Regions from separate parts of the Sus scrofa genome. Here regions 1 and 2 are each linked to region 3. A link is a contact called in public HiChIP or PLAC-seq and promoter capture Hi-C data. All regions are on one chromosome and are shown on one strand. Each heading gives the region's core, a stretch centred on a gene start, on an enhancer-like site or on the middle of the called end of the contact. The rest is flanking DNA. Distances are from core to core; before and after follow the strand shown.

Evidence for each region. Promoter capture Hi-C pulls out the DNA fragments that hold promoters and counts their contacts. HiChIP or PLAC-seq counts read pairs in DNA pulled down with a chosen protein or histone mark.
Region 1: a contact with region 3 is called in a promoter capture Hi-C map of liver, with 4 times the contacts expected there. The contact joins the promoter of FASTKD2 here to the promoter of METTL21A in region 3. A contact is called at or near these places in 3 of 5 promoter capture datasets (fetal liver, fetal skeletal muscle and liver) and 1 of 2 datasets of contacts at active chromatin or transcription factors (skeletal muscle).
Region 2: an H3K27ac HiChIP or PLAC-seq map of alveolar macrophages shows a contact between it and region 3. The contact joins the promoter of PIKFYVE here to the promoter of METTL21A in region 3. A contact is called at or near these places in 2 of 47 Hi-C or Micro-C datasets (embryonic fibroblasts and epiblast stem cells) and 2 of 2 datasets of contacts at active chromatin or transcription factors (alveolar macrophages and skeletal muscle).

The regions. Positions count from the first base shown.
Region 1 is chr15:110,019,508-110,024,121 of Sscrofa11.1, forward strand. It overlaps FASTKD2 (FAST kinase domain-containing protein 2, mitochondrial), which reads left to right and starts at 1,891. Exons shown (of 12, transcript XM_005672124.3): 1 at 1,891-2,010; 2 at 2,698-3,520. The coding sequence starts at 2,801. MDH1B (putative malate dehydrogenase 1B) reads right to left here and starts at 1,730. Exons shown (of 12, transcript XM_021075195.1): 1 at 1,630-1,730.
Region 2 is chr15:111,369,364-111,373,496 of Sscrofa11.1, forward strand. PIKFYVE (1-phosphatidylinositol 3-phosphate 5-kinase) reads left to right here and starts at 2,854. Exons shown (of 43, transcript XM_013984434.2): 1 at 2,854-2,989.
Region 3 is chr15:110,787,739-110,792,341 of Sscrofa11.1, forward strand. METTL21A (protein N-lysine methyltransferase METTL21A) reads right to left here and starts at 1,728. Exons shown (of 4, transcript XM_003133611.4): 1 at 1,466-1,728; 2 at 647-826. The coding sequence starts at 793.

The DNA.
Region 1 (4,614 bases), core at 641-3,140, 770 kb before region 3:
TAAGCAAACTACTGCTTGGGAATAATTTTAACTCTTTCCTCTCCCTTGTATCATTCCTCCATCCATTTAAGTGTATAGTTGTACAGATTCTGTTTCCCTAACACTTCTCTAATCCATTTGCTTCTTTCGTTTTCCATTGTCTACCATCCTATCATTATCTCCTTCCTGGGCTATAGAACCTAACTGGACTCTGGGCATCCAGTCTATTTCTTCTCACACTGCAGTGACAACACTCAGGTAAAATGCATCTCCTTCCTAAAACCTTCCATGTACTTCGGATAAAGTTTAAAATACTGAACATGGCTCATAAGAATTTGCATTATGTCATGCTGGCCTCAACTGATGACAGTGTCTTTCTTGTACTCTATATTCCAACCCTACTTAATCTAGTTGCATTTTCTGCTTATTGTTTACTCTCAAGAATCATCCAACTACCTCTCCTCATTCCAGTCCCATGCCTTGCTACTGGTGTCTAAATTACTCTCTTCCTCCCTACATCCTCTCTGATAGGTAACACTCATCTTTCGGGATTCTGTTTAAAAAAATCACTTTCTCTGGGAAGTCTTTGCCTAAGTAAGGTCCCTTGCCACTACTCCTACAGAACCTGGCCCTGCCACTCTCATAAATGTAACATTCTTTGTACATCTGCTTACCACTGTCTTCCCAGCATATCAGCCATTGCTCAAAAATATCCTTCTAAATGAATAAAGAGGCGAAGGAAATAGGTTTTTCAGATGGAAGATGTCAATTTGTTAATGCATCAAAGAGGCCAAATAAGACAGGGACTGGACAGCTTTTTAAAAATCATTGGTGACTTCAGCGAAGACCATTTCTGAAAGGATGTAGAAGTAGAAGCCAGACTGAGTGGAAGAAGGACCTGAAGATAAAAGAGCAGTCTACTCTTTTGAGAAACTTGCTGAAAAGAAAAGGAGGCAGGTGCAATAGCCTGTTGCAGTAAAAGTTCCTTCAGTGGCTTTCTGGATGCCAGGCAACATTTCCAATCCTTCTCCTCCATTGCTGACAACGTGTATTTCCTAAAATGCCAACTAATTAAGATATTCTCCTGATTAAAATTTTTAAATGACTCCTCATGGCTTTCAAGATACAGTTCAAACACCTTTGCTTGGTGTAACTGAAGTGCAAAGATCTGGCTCCTGCTCCCATTCTACCCCCAAGTCCACTCACTTCCTCTATATCCAGACCGTACCTTAGGCCTTGAGACTTGCAGCCTCTATGCCTTTTTCTGGAATGTTTTTTTTTATTCCAAATCCTCACAAACCAGCTCTTATAACACCTGCCAAAGCCCCGTGCACATGTCCCTCATTGCATTAATCACACTATACCAAAATTACTTGTTTACACGCTTCTGTATCCCACAAGACTGAAAGGCCCTCGAAGGCAGGAATGTCTTTCCCCTCACTGTGTCCCCTGCTTCCATCAGTGCTTTGCACACAATCACTGCCCAATAAACATCTTTGAATGAAAGCGTAAGAAAGCCAGGGTGGTCCATGTAAAGTCTGGAGTTGCTAGAACAGAGGCCAATTAAGAAGATCACTGCCAAGGGGCCATAGGAGGTGAGCAGTTGTTGCTGTTCTGAGCGATCTCCAGAGGGACGCGGGGATCACTCACCCGCGAGCACGAATTTGGCCATGAAGTTGGGATGCAGCAGCTGGAACCGCGGCTTCACGGTTTCCAGGCAACCACGACGCCAGGACCCAGCGCAGGCGCACTCCGAAGTTGAGCGAGAAGTTTTGACTCCCAGCTGGAGAAGTTAGGTGTTAGGCTACAGGGTTTTACACTGCTATTAAAAGTTCTGTGGTCTCCACCCTTTCTATCCCTGCAGCTAAGAAAAACCAATCATTCTTTTCGTGAAACTAAGTAATTCTTTCCAAGCGCCGCGAACGTACACTTTTTGACCTATGAAGGATCCGTAAAATCTCGCGATACTCTCCGCTCTCGGGGAAGTGGTGGTGGCTGTGCCTTGGTAAGACCACGGGGTTCTAGTCTAAGGTGAGTGGAGGACTGGTATAGGTGGAACAGTTGGCCGTACGCCCTAGACCGCTTGTCTTTTGGAGAAGGGTCTCAGGAGTTGCCCCAGAAGTGAGTCTCGGGTGGTGGGTTAATACTGGAACGCACAGCTCCGGAAGGACGGACTCCGGACATGGGTCCTGAGACCCGGTGAGAGTAGCTGGTGTATCTCCCTCCCAAGCGCCAGCCATATGTAGACATCACTCTATTTTGCTGCTTCCTCTCCTGAGCTGTTCTGTTTGTCCAAGTCCTTATTCCTAATAGTCCGTGTTTCAGCCGTTGTTAAATCTTCGTGTTAAAAAGTAGCCATCAATGTTAAACGCTTTTCATTGAAGACACCGCCAAGGCAGTGGTAACATAAAACCCCTTACTGCAGAGGAAGCTTTGTAGGAAAACTTTTCCATTAGCAACCCACATCATTTTTTTTTTTTTTTCCAAAACCTTAGTTTACACAAAAACAACTTCCAAAGTAACTGCTCCTTTATGGACTGTGTGTACACACTGTTGTAGAAGTATGGAAGCCCATACTGATAAATGGTTTCACCCTTTTAACATAAATCTTGAATATTTTCCTAGATTCCCACTTTAGTCTCTGTTGAATGCATTTCGTATTTTTAAGTAGAAGTTTTATTCTAATTCTTATTTCTTTCCTAACGCTTTCCCCTACAGGAAATGATGGCATGTGCTCTCTTTCCTTAGTAGAAGTGACAGCGACATGTGAGTCATATTGAGGACTTTAAAGCCATTTGAAAGTGTTTCGGTGGCTAGCAAAATGAATAACAGAACAGGTTCCTTTTTATGGAACCTCAGACAATTCAGTAGTTTAGTTCCATCCGGCAGAACTGTGAGGCTGTATCCTTTGGGATTTTGCAGACGACAAATTGTTTATTTAAACTGGAACCAAAGAAGCCTTTTAAATAACTTTGGTAATAGAATGCAGTCATCTATTAGATGTCTCTTTCAGAATGCCTTAATTTTTAAATCTGGAGGTGATGACTTTCAAACAAAGGGCATAAGCACTGCAACAGTCTTTACAGTTGACAGACCACTTTGTTCTAGAAGACTGTCCTTTGACTCAAATCACCCTCTTGCTGCTGATAATGGATTGAAGAAAAACTTTCAACATAAGGCCTCCAAGGAGGATGTTCTCACCAAGGGAACAAAACCGGCCCGGATCAGCTGTAGCACACTGTCTCAGGAGTGTAATTCCCTGAGTGATGTGTTAGATATATTTTCCAAAGCACCTAGGTTTCCTAGTAGTAACTATTTCTCAGCCATGTGGATAGTTGCCAAGAGGATGTCCAGTGACCAGAAGCGCTTTGAGAAACAACTGATGTTTAACCACCCTGTGTTTAGCCAGCTGTGTGAACAAGCTATGAGAGAAGCCAAGATCATGCACTACGACGACCTCCTGTTCAGTCTTCATGCCATAGTGAAGCTCGGGATTCCTCAGAACACGCTACTCGTACAGACTTTGCTGAGGGTGGTCCAGGTAAAATCAAGATATACCTGTTTTAGCATATCTTGAAAGAGTAATAGGAAATAGATATGTAGCCTACTTGAAAGAAACTTATTAGGGAAATGGTAGTGTATATTTGTTTCTACAAATTATATCATTTAGAGACCTTAAGTTAGCTAGACTTGCTGTTGCTTTAGAAATTTATGACACCTTGCCCCATTTTTCTTCTCCAGAATTGAGTAATAGTGATAAGCTAAAATGAGAGATAAAATATACAAGGCAAGTTTAGGTAGTTGAAGGGGGAAGGGAAGGGAAGTAATATGTATTGAGTACCTATACCTTTTACTTCCTTAGTTGTATTTAATCTTCTCATTAGCTTCCTATGGTTGATGTTACCTCAGTTTTGCAGGTCAGGACCTGGATTTTGTGTTAAGCAACTTAGCCGAAGTCTTATAGCTAGTGGATTTGTTTATTCATGCAGTAAATATTTATTGATTGTTAACTATGTATCAATTACTACACTTGTTAACTAGGATGTAAAGATATAGAAGACGTGATTCCTGCCCTTATAATCTAGAGCGGCTGACAGATTTATTGTAGGTAATTGCAAAAATAACCAACATTTGTTTAGTGAATCTTACATGTACCTTGTTATAGGCATTATGCTGAACATACGGAGTAATTACAGTTATAAAATAATGGCCACAAAATTTGGTTGTGATGATCGTTGTACAACTGAAAACAAACAAGAAAAACAATGGCCACATAGAGTTGTCAGTGCACCGAATGAAAAATATACAGAGTGTGTAACAGGGGCTTCAAACCTAGTCAGGAGAAGGCTTTCATGATGGGAAGAGGTGCTGGGGAAGAGGATACAGGATTACTGTTTGAAGCAGTGATGTGTACAGAGTTTGAAAAGAGGATTGCCTCATGTAATTCCCCAGTGTATCTTTTAAAAATAGGTATCGTTACTTTCACTTACCTATAAGGAAATCTAGGCTTAGAGAGGTTAAGTAACTTGCCCAAGGTCACATATCTGTTAATGTCACTGTTTGTAGGTACTTGAGGAATATTTGCTGAGGTGGGTGAACAAATACCTTGTCATAGCAGCACCAAAATTCAAGCCC
Region 2 (4,133 bases), core at 1,604-4,103, 580 kb after region 3:
TTTTTTTTTTTTTCTTTTCCTTTAGGGCTGTACCTGTGGAAGTTCCCAGGCTAGGGGTTGAATCAGAGCTGCAGCTGCCAGCTATAGCCACAGCTACAGCCACAGCAATAGCAGATCCAAGCCTAGTCTGTGACCTAAACTGCAGCTCATGGCAATGCTGGATCCTTAACCCATTGATCGAGGCCAGGATCGAACTTGCATCCTCATGGATACTAGTCAGGTTCTTAACTTGCTGAGCCACAGTGGGAAATCCTGACAAAAGTTTTTGAGGCAGATATTTACATAAAGTATCCTTCTATATTTAAAAAATTCACCTTGAGTTAATTTTGATATCTGGAATGAGGTGAGAATCTAAACTGCTTTTTTTGGAATTGCTGTCTTGGCTCAGCTGTTAGTGAACCCGACTAGCATCCGCGAGGACGTAGGTTTGATCCCTGGCCTTGCTCAGTGGGTTAAGGATCCCCTGTTGCCATGAGCTGTGGCCTAGGTCGCAGCTGTGGCATAGGCTGGGGGCTACAGCTCCAATTGGCCCCCTAGCCTGGGAACCTGCATATGCTGCAGGAACGGCCCAAGAAATGGCAAAAAGACAAAAAAAAAAAAAAAGTGTCTGTCAAATGGCCATTTTATCATTGTTATCTTAAATCTGGAGGCCCCTTAGACTGAGGAGGCTCCAATGTTTTAGTAACCTATGTAAGCAAACCAAAACCCAAGCCTGTAATGCCTCAAGGTTAGAAATATGAAACCAAAGATAACCAATCACAAACAGCCACCTAGACTTTCCCAAATAAGCCATCAGCTCAAGCTATAACCAATCAAATAATTTTCTTGAGTTGCTTCAGCCTCTTTGTAAGTCTTTCCCCTAGCTTCTGTCCATGGAGTGCTTCTAACCTCTTTGCATTTGGGGATGCCCGATTTCTTGCTCAGATAAACTCTTAGACATTTTAATATGTTACCTTTTAACACCGTATATGGAGTTTCTTTTTTTAAAAATGATTTTTATTTTTTCCATTATAGCTGGTTTATAGTGTTCTGTCAATTTCTGCTGTACAGCAAAGTGACCCAGTCACACAGATATATACATTCTTTTTCTTGCATTATCCTCCATCGTGTCTCATCAAAAGTGACTAGATATTGTTCCCTGTGCTATACAGCAGGATCTCATTGCTTATCCATTCCAAATGCCATAGTTCACATGAGGTTTCTATATACATTAGTGTATTGACTGGGGTATCCTGTTCATTTGGTCTCTTGATTTAATTTACACTTCATGGTAGGTGTATGAAACATTCATGTCACCAGGCTAATTACAAGGGGTGGGTTTGCTTTTCTTTCTGTTTTTGGAAGGCATAGACTTGAGCATGTTTACAGGCTGAGGAGGAAGAGTTATTGAAAAAAGAGAGGTTGAAGATATGGTGGAAACTCCCACGGGAGATCTGAGAGGGTGGATTGAGAGCTGCGAAGATTGATCGGGGAAAGAAGAGGCTTCTTTCTCCCAGAGATGAGGACAGGAGTCAGGTCAGGGTAGATGTGGATGCAGGTAAATGTCATGGGGGTGGTTAGTTAGGAATCAGACCCAACACTTGGGTTATTTCATTTGTAGATGAAATTCTCTTGTTGAGTATGATAGTGAAGGTCACCAGTGGTGGCGTGGGGTAGCAGTAGTGAGGAATGGAAGAATTTGACTACCAACTCCCCGGCTGATTGCTGAGGGGCCCATCTGAAGATGGTGACCAGGATTTATACTGCTATCAGCCTTCAGGTTTGGATACTACTCTGAGAAGACACAACTCAAGGAAAACTGGGTGCTGATTTGCCAAAATTCTTGTGGGGAAAGGGCCTGCAGAATTAAATTAAAATAGCAAAATGATGGATAAGGCTGGTGAGGACGATAAAGCGAGACAGGGATTGGTGACTTTATTTGCGCCAGTCCTTGCAACAAAAAATTTCAGTGAAAAAATTAGCTGTAGAGCTAACATCACTTATTCTGGATTAGACACTATGCCAAATTCTTTTTTTTTTTTTTTTTTTTTGGTCTTTTTGCCTTTTCTAGGGCCGCTCCCGCGGCATATGGAGGTTCCCAGGCTAGAGGTCCAATCGGAGCTGTAGCCACCGGCCTACACCAGAGCCACAGCAACGTGGAATCCGAGACGCGTCTGCAACCTACACCACAGCTCACGGCAACGCCGGATCCTGAACCCACTGAGTGAGGCCAGGGACCGAACCCACAACCTCATGGTTCCTAGTCGGATTCGTTAACCACTGCACCACGACGGGAACTCCTATGCCAAATTCTTTACGTACAATGTTTTATTTAATCTTCAAAAAATTATCTGTGAAATGGGTACTGTCATTAACCCCATTTTACAGATAAGAGGTTTGGAACTTAAAGCAATAAGTAATTTGTTTCAGGTTACAGGGCTCATTGGCAGAATCACTCTAGTCTGACAACAGTTTTTGCTCTAGGTGCTCTATATTACTCAAAGGAACGTCAGTCCATAAGAATGCCGAGCCTGGTAATATATGTGTTCGATGATGTTGGTGCCCACATCATCGAACACATACGGTAACTGCAATCTAGTCAGCACCCATCCGCTGACCCGGCACGCGTGATGCTCACGCGCGCAGTCGCGGTGGCTTCCTCCAGAAAGGCTGAGGCGGCTTTATCTCGGTCAAGGTGTCGAGCACGACTCTATCTGGGCTGGACTCTTTCTGTCTGAGCGTCTGATCCGAACGTCCTGCAGGCGGGGCGGGGAGGGCGGAGCCGGGCCCTGGGAGAGTGGCGGATTGGAGGGGAGGAGGAACAGAGGGCGGAGCCTTGGGGGGGAAGCGAGAAGCCGCAGCAACCATGTAAGCAGCTTTGCTTCCTGCCGCAACCGCCGGCGGCCTGAGTAGCCGGCGCTGTCCTTTCTAGTCGCCTTCCTGCTCCAGAACTGGGTGAAGCCGAGGCTGGGGTGGAGGGAGGCCAGCGGGGCTGGGGCAGGAGGCGCAGGTAAGGGAGGGGGCCTGGCGCGCGGCCGGCTGGGCCTGAGGGTGGGGAGGAAGGCGGGTTTAAGAAGCTCTGGGGCGGAGCGGAGGGGAAATCCGAAGTGAAGGCGAGAGCTGGGGCTTCACTACCGCGGCTGGAGGCCGGGCTGTGGCCGAGGCAGGGCAAAGAAGAGCAGGAGAACCTGTCCCCTCAGTCAGCCGGCTCCTTAATTCCCCAGCTGCCCCTTGCCTGGCGAGTGGGGAAGGGAGCCGGGTGGGGCTGCGCTTTAAGAGGTTTCCTTGGAAACCTCTGAAGTTCCCTTGCTCCTCCTCTTGTCCCGTGCACTTGAGCTGGTTTCTGAGATGCATAGTCCAGTTCCTCCTCCCTCTGATGGATAAGCTCTGAGCCTTTCTTTCAGAGATGTATTCACAGACTGGGCAAGAAAGTTCCTAATTTGCAGAAACGACACTAACAATGGGGTTTCAAATATGTATATACTCCCTGCTTCTGCTATTTGAGGCTTTACCATGTGTACCTATGTTTCAAAGTCTCTTGAGGAGAGGATTTCCCAGTTCGTATTTTCCCCTTGTTTAGAACGTTCCCAACAAAAGGTCGAGAATGGAATATAAAAATGAGGCATCTCCTGTTCAGTACGTAAGTTATTATTAAGACATTCAGGAAATATGAGAAATACTGGAATTCAGTATTAAGTTATTTTTATTTACCTGATGAATATATATATGAAATTATCCTGTACTGATTCAGCGCCTCCTTTTGTAAAATTATTCCTGTACTGACCGCAGAGGTAGTTTCTTGGTATATTGTGCTGTCTTATTTTTGATTTATTTGAATCATATTTCTGAAATATTTGAGTCTTGTTTTCCGGCACTCCCAAACTCCCACTATAAAAATTCCAGCAAAAAATATTCTTAGTTTCTTTGGGTTGGATTCGAGTTTGTGACGAAGATGGGCGGGTGAAGTTTCTTCTGCAGAGAGAGTCTACTCTCCTGTGTCCTCCCTTTTTCTTCTTTCTGGGAAGTCATATGGATCATGTGGTTTTCCTTTAGAAAACCTTGATCTGTTGGTACATCGATCAAAAGTTGAACCAAAAAATCTTTGTAGGTGGAAAATAATGCTTCTAGTATTCAGCTGTCCTGCATTGTTAGGT
Region 3 (4,603 bases), core at 478-2,977:
CAGGGTCTCCAGCTTTCTTTTCAGTCTTCCTTCTTCCCAATGGGTAAATTGCTGGCAAGTCACTTCGTTTCTCTCAGCTTTCTTTATTCACCCTTAAAACACAATCTATTTGGTGGTAAGGGAACAGGGAATTGATTCTAATAGTTTTTTTTGTTTTGTTTTGTTTTTTTGTCTTTTTGCCTTTTCTTGGGCCGCTCCTGTGGCATATGGAGGTTCCTGGGCTAGGGTTCGAATTGGAGCTGTAGCCATCAGCCCATGCCAAAGCCACAGCAACACAGGATCTGAGCCGCGTCTGCAACCTACACCACAGCTCACAGCAATGCCAGATCTTTAACCCACTGAGCAAGGCCAGGGATCGAACCCTCAACCTCATGGTTCCTAGTCAGATTTGTTAACCACTGTGCCACTACAGGAACTCCTAGAAATTTTTTTGAAGGGAGTGGGATGATGAAATGTTTTCAATTGAGTGTGGCGACAGTTGGGCCACTCCGTGGATTTACTTAAGAAAAAAAAAAACAAAAACCAAACTACTTTAAATAGATGAAATGTACGGTATAGAATTATATCCCAATAAAACTATTATTAAAAAAAAATAAAGACCAGTCTTATAATCAGTTGCTGGAGGCTCCCCCCGGGGGTTACTTACCGCGTCCCAAACCACGGCAGCGACTCCCAGCTGCTTCCAGTCCTGCTGGATCTGGATCCTGTGGTTTGCAAAGGAGAAGGTGGCAAGAGGCTTGTGGAATCTCTGCAGCCCCATTCCTGCGGTCTCCTCATAGGGCACCAGGGCCATCTCGTCCGAGCCCAGCTCCCTGCTCCCTCAAAGCTGTGGAGCAAAAGAATTCTGCGTGATGCTTCTAGCCAGAAAAAGTATTATTACCTCTTAAGTAGCTACAATTGCTTTCTTAAGGTCATTTTACGAGTTCAAAATAATTAACACTCGAGGAAAGAAGCCTTTGTCTCATTCCTTTTACATGGCTCTTCTGGGAAGTGAGATATCGCTCTGAGTTCGTGCTGTAGCCGCTCGACGAATTCGCAGCTGAGCGAAGAGTGAGCAAAGTAGAGGTGACAGCCCAGGACTGCGGAGAAAGTAGCGCTTTCTAAACTGCCGGGGCCCGTGTAGACTGCAGCTGCAAGCCGCTGCGTTGGGCAGGGCATTATATTGTTGTTTCTTTCTTGGTCTTCCTTGCTCTCTCTAAATCGTTGCGTTCAAGAGCGACCCCACAGACGTCTGAACTTAAATGAAGGGTTAACGGTAAGATTATCCCGCTTTACGACACCAGCCGGCTATACACGCTCAACGCAGTTACATTTCTTGCACTGGAAGTGAAAGACGCTAGTGGATTCCGAGTCGCTTTCAGCGAGCGAGACCCCGGGTCCAGGATAGATTGGGGCACCGCGGCTCGGAGACCTCCTCATAGTCTTGACCCCCGCCCGCCCCACTGAAGGTCCGACAGGTACGTACGTCCTTCCCGCGGGCCCCAAAGCTGCGGGAACCGGCGGGATCGGGCCGGGAGCTACGGATCCCCAGACGCGCGGGCTTCCTGCCCCATCTCGGGAGCGCCCGCGGCCTCCCTGCCGAAGGCCGAAGGCGCGCTCAGCGTCCCAAGAGCCGGGCGGGCTACACACCCCGGCCGGCAGCGCAGCCTCCCCTCTACCTACGGCTCCCGAGGCGGCGCCGGGTTGGTGCGCGCGTTGCTCTCCCCGCCCCGAGGTCGGCGGCGGAAATGACCCGCGCGCGGAGGTGGGCAGCCCGCGCTGGGGCCACGCGTTTCCGGCTCCCCGCCTTCCCAGCTCCCCGCCTTCCCAGGACAAGTGCTGGCTGGGGGCGGGCCCTCCCCCGCGTGGGTCCCCAGGGGATTGCGGCCAAGTCAGTTTCCCGGGGGGCCCGGGAGAGCGAGGTGCAGAGCCGCGGGCGGGAGCGCCGAAGGCGTGGGTACCGTGGCGACCGGGGAGTGGGAGGCCGCCCACCTGGTGCTGGGGCCGCTTATCTATGCGCTCGTTTTGGCGCGCGCGTCTTTTTGTGTGTGTTTCTTAAACGTGTGTGTTTGCCTGTTTTTAGTTTTAAGGGTGGCTAGTTAGCGGGTGTAGGAGAAAATTCGCTCCAAAGAATACGTGGTCACCCATCCGTCCTTGTATTAGCAAAGTGAGGTTCGAATTGGTGCAATCCGGCGCTCCGTGGCGGTAGAGTGGGAAACGTGACAAAGCCCTTCTCAACTAGAGAGCAAAAGCCGAGCGGGGCGCCCGGTGTAGACCGGAGGTCCAGGTCTTCCTTCCTCCCCGGACAGAAAGTTAGCGCCCCTGGCTTGGGAACGAACACCCGTTCTCCAGACGAAAGTTGCTGAGAGTGTGGCACCTGGCCGCAGGCCCTTGGGAAGCGCTCAGCTTGAAGTGAGCACCCAAGAATGTGACGGCGGCAGGGGCCGCATCCTTCTCTCCGAAAGATTCTTTCTCTTCTCGGATCTGGACTCCCAGCCGCCGTGACCCCCCCGCCGCCGCACTCTCAGGAGAGGGCGATTTTCAGCTCTCCCTGCACGTTGGAATAAACCGGAGCGCTTTTCATCTCCGCAGACCAGGACTCTGCCAGGGGAAAGTTTCAGCTGGTGTGCGGTGGGACCCGAGCCTTGGCATTTTTTTTTAGAGCTTTCCTGGTGATTGCGCCCCGCGGCCACTGGTTAGAAGCTTGAGCCAGACCTAAACCACCCCCTCTCCTCGCATCCCGCAGGGGGCGTGCCGGGCTCTGTCCACATTTCCTTTTCCTTCCTGGAGGAGGGAGGCGTGGGTGGGGCCCTGGGACTGCAAAGTTGATTTGAACGGAACTTTGAAGGTCACTGGTGAAGGTCTTTTACTCTTTTTTTTTTCTTTAGCTTTGCTTCTTTATTATTAATTTTTTATGTGATTGAGTTTATTTTTGAGAGCAATGTTTTTTATTTTATAATGATTTTTATTTTTTCATTATAGCTGGTTTACAGTGTTTTGTCCATTTTCTACTGTACAGCAAGGTGACCCACTCACACATACATGTATACATTCTATTTTTGAGGGCAATTTTAAGTTCACAGTAACGTTGGCAAGATTTCCCACACACTCTCTGTTCCATGCATAGCCTCCCTCATTATCAACATCTCCCGCTAGGATGGTACATTTGCTCCAACTGATAAACCTACACTGACACATCATTGTCACCCAAAGACCACAGTTTATGCATTAGAGTTCACTGTTGGTGTTATATATGTTGTGAGCGTGGACAAATGTAGAAGATGTGTATCCACCATTATAATATCATACGGAGTAGTTAGTTGTACTTCCTAAAAAATCCTCTGTCCTCTACACATCAACTTTGGCAACCACAGATTTTTTTTTTTTTAAACTATCCATAGTTTTCCTTTTTCCAGAACGTCATATAGTTGGAATGGTTCAGTACGTAGCCTTTTCAGATTGGCTCTCTTCACTTAGTGTGCGTTTAAGATTCCTCCATGTCTTTTTTTTATTGTTTGCTCTTTCTTTTTAGTGCTAAATGACAAACATTCCAGTGTAGTACAGTTTATCCATCTATCCTTTAAGGGACATCCTGGTTGCTTCCAGGTTTTGGCAGTTATGAGTAAAGCTGCTATAAACATTCCTGGGCTTTTCAGTGGATGTAAGTTTCTAGGTCCTTTGGGGAGATATCAAGGAGCATCATCCTTGAGTCACCGAAAGAGTGTGTTTAGTTCTATAAGAAACTGCCAAACTGTTTCGAAGTGACTGTACTCTTTTGCAATCCCACCAGAAACGAGAGTTCCTGTTGCTCACATCCTTACCAGCATTTGGTGGTGTCAGTGTTTTGAATTTTGGCCATTCTGATGGGCTTTTAGTGGTATCCTTGTTGTTTTAATTTGTAATTTCCTAGTGGCATGTGTTTAGTTCTATAAGAAACTGCCAAACTGTTTCGAAGTGACTGTACTCTTTAGCAATCCCACCAGAAACGAGAGTTCCTGTTGCTCACATCCTTACCAGCATTTGGTGGTGTCATCGTTTTGAATTTTGGCCATTCTGATGGGCTTTTAGTGGTATCTCCTTGTTGTTTTAATCTGTAATTCCCTAGTGACATATGATGTGGAGCATGTTTTTTCCCCAGTTTTATTGAGATATAATTGACATGTAATGTCATATTAGTTTATGGTATACGACATTATTACCAGATATATGTAAATACTGCAAAATGATTACCATAGTAAATTTAGTTGACATCATCACTTCACTTAGTTTTTTTCCCCCTGTGATGAGAATTTTTTTTTTTTTTTTTTGGACATTCCTGGGCCAGGGATTGAATCCAGTCTGCATCTGGAACCTACAGTGAAGCTGCAGCAATGCTGGATGCTTTAACCCACTGCACTGGGCCAGGAGGAGATCCACCTGAGCCACTGTAGTCGGATTCTTTTTTTTTTTCTTTATTAGGGCTGCATTGAGGCACATGGAAGTTCCCAGGCTAGGGGTCAAATCGGAGTTACAGCTGACAGCCTATGCCACACCCACAACAATGCAGGATCCGAGCCGCATCTGCAACCTACACCACAGCTCACAGCAATGCTGGATCCCCCTCATGGATACTAGTTGGATTTGT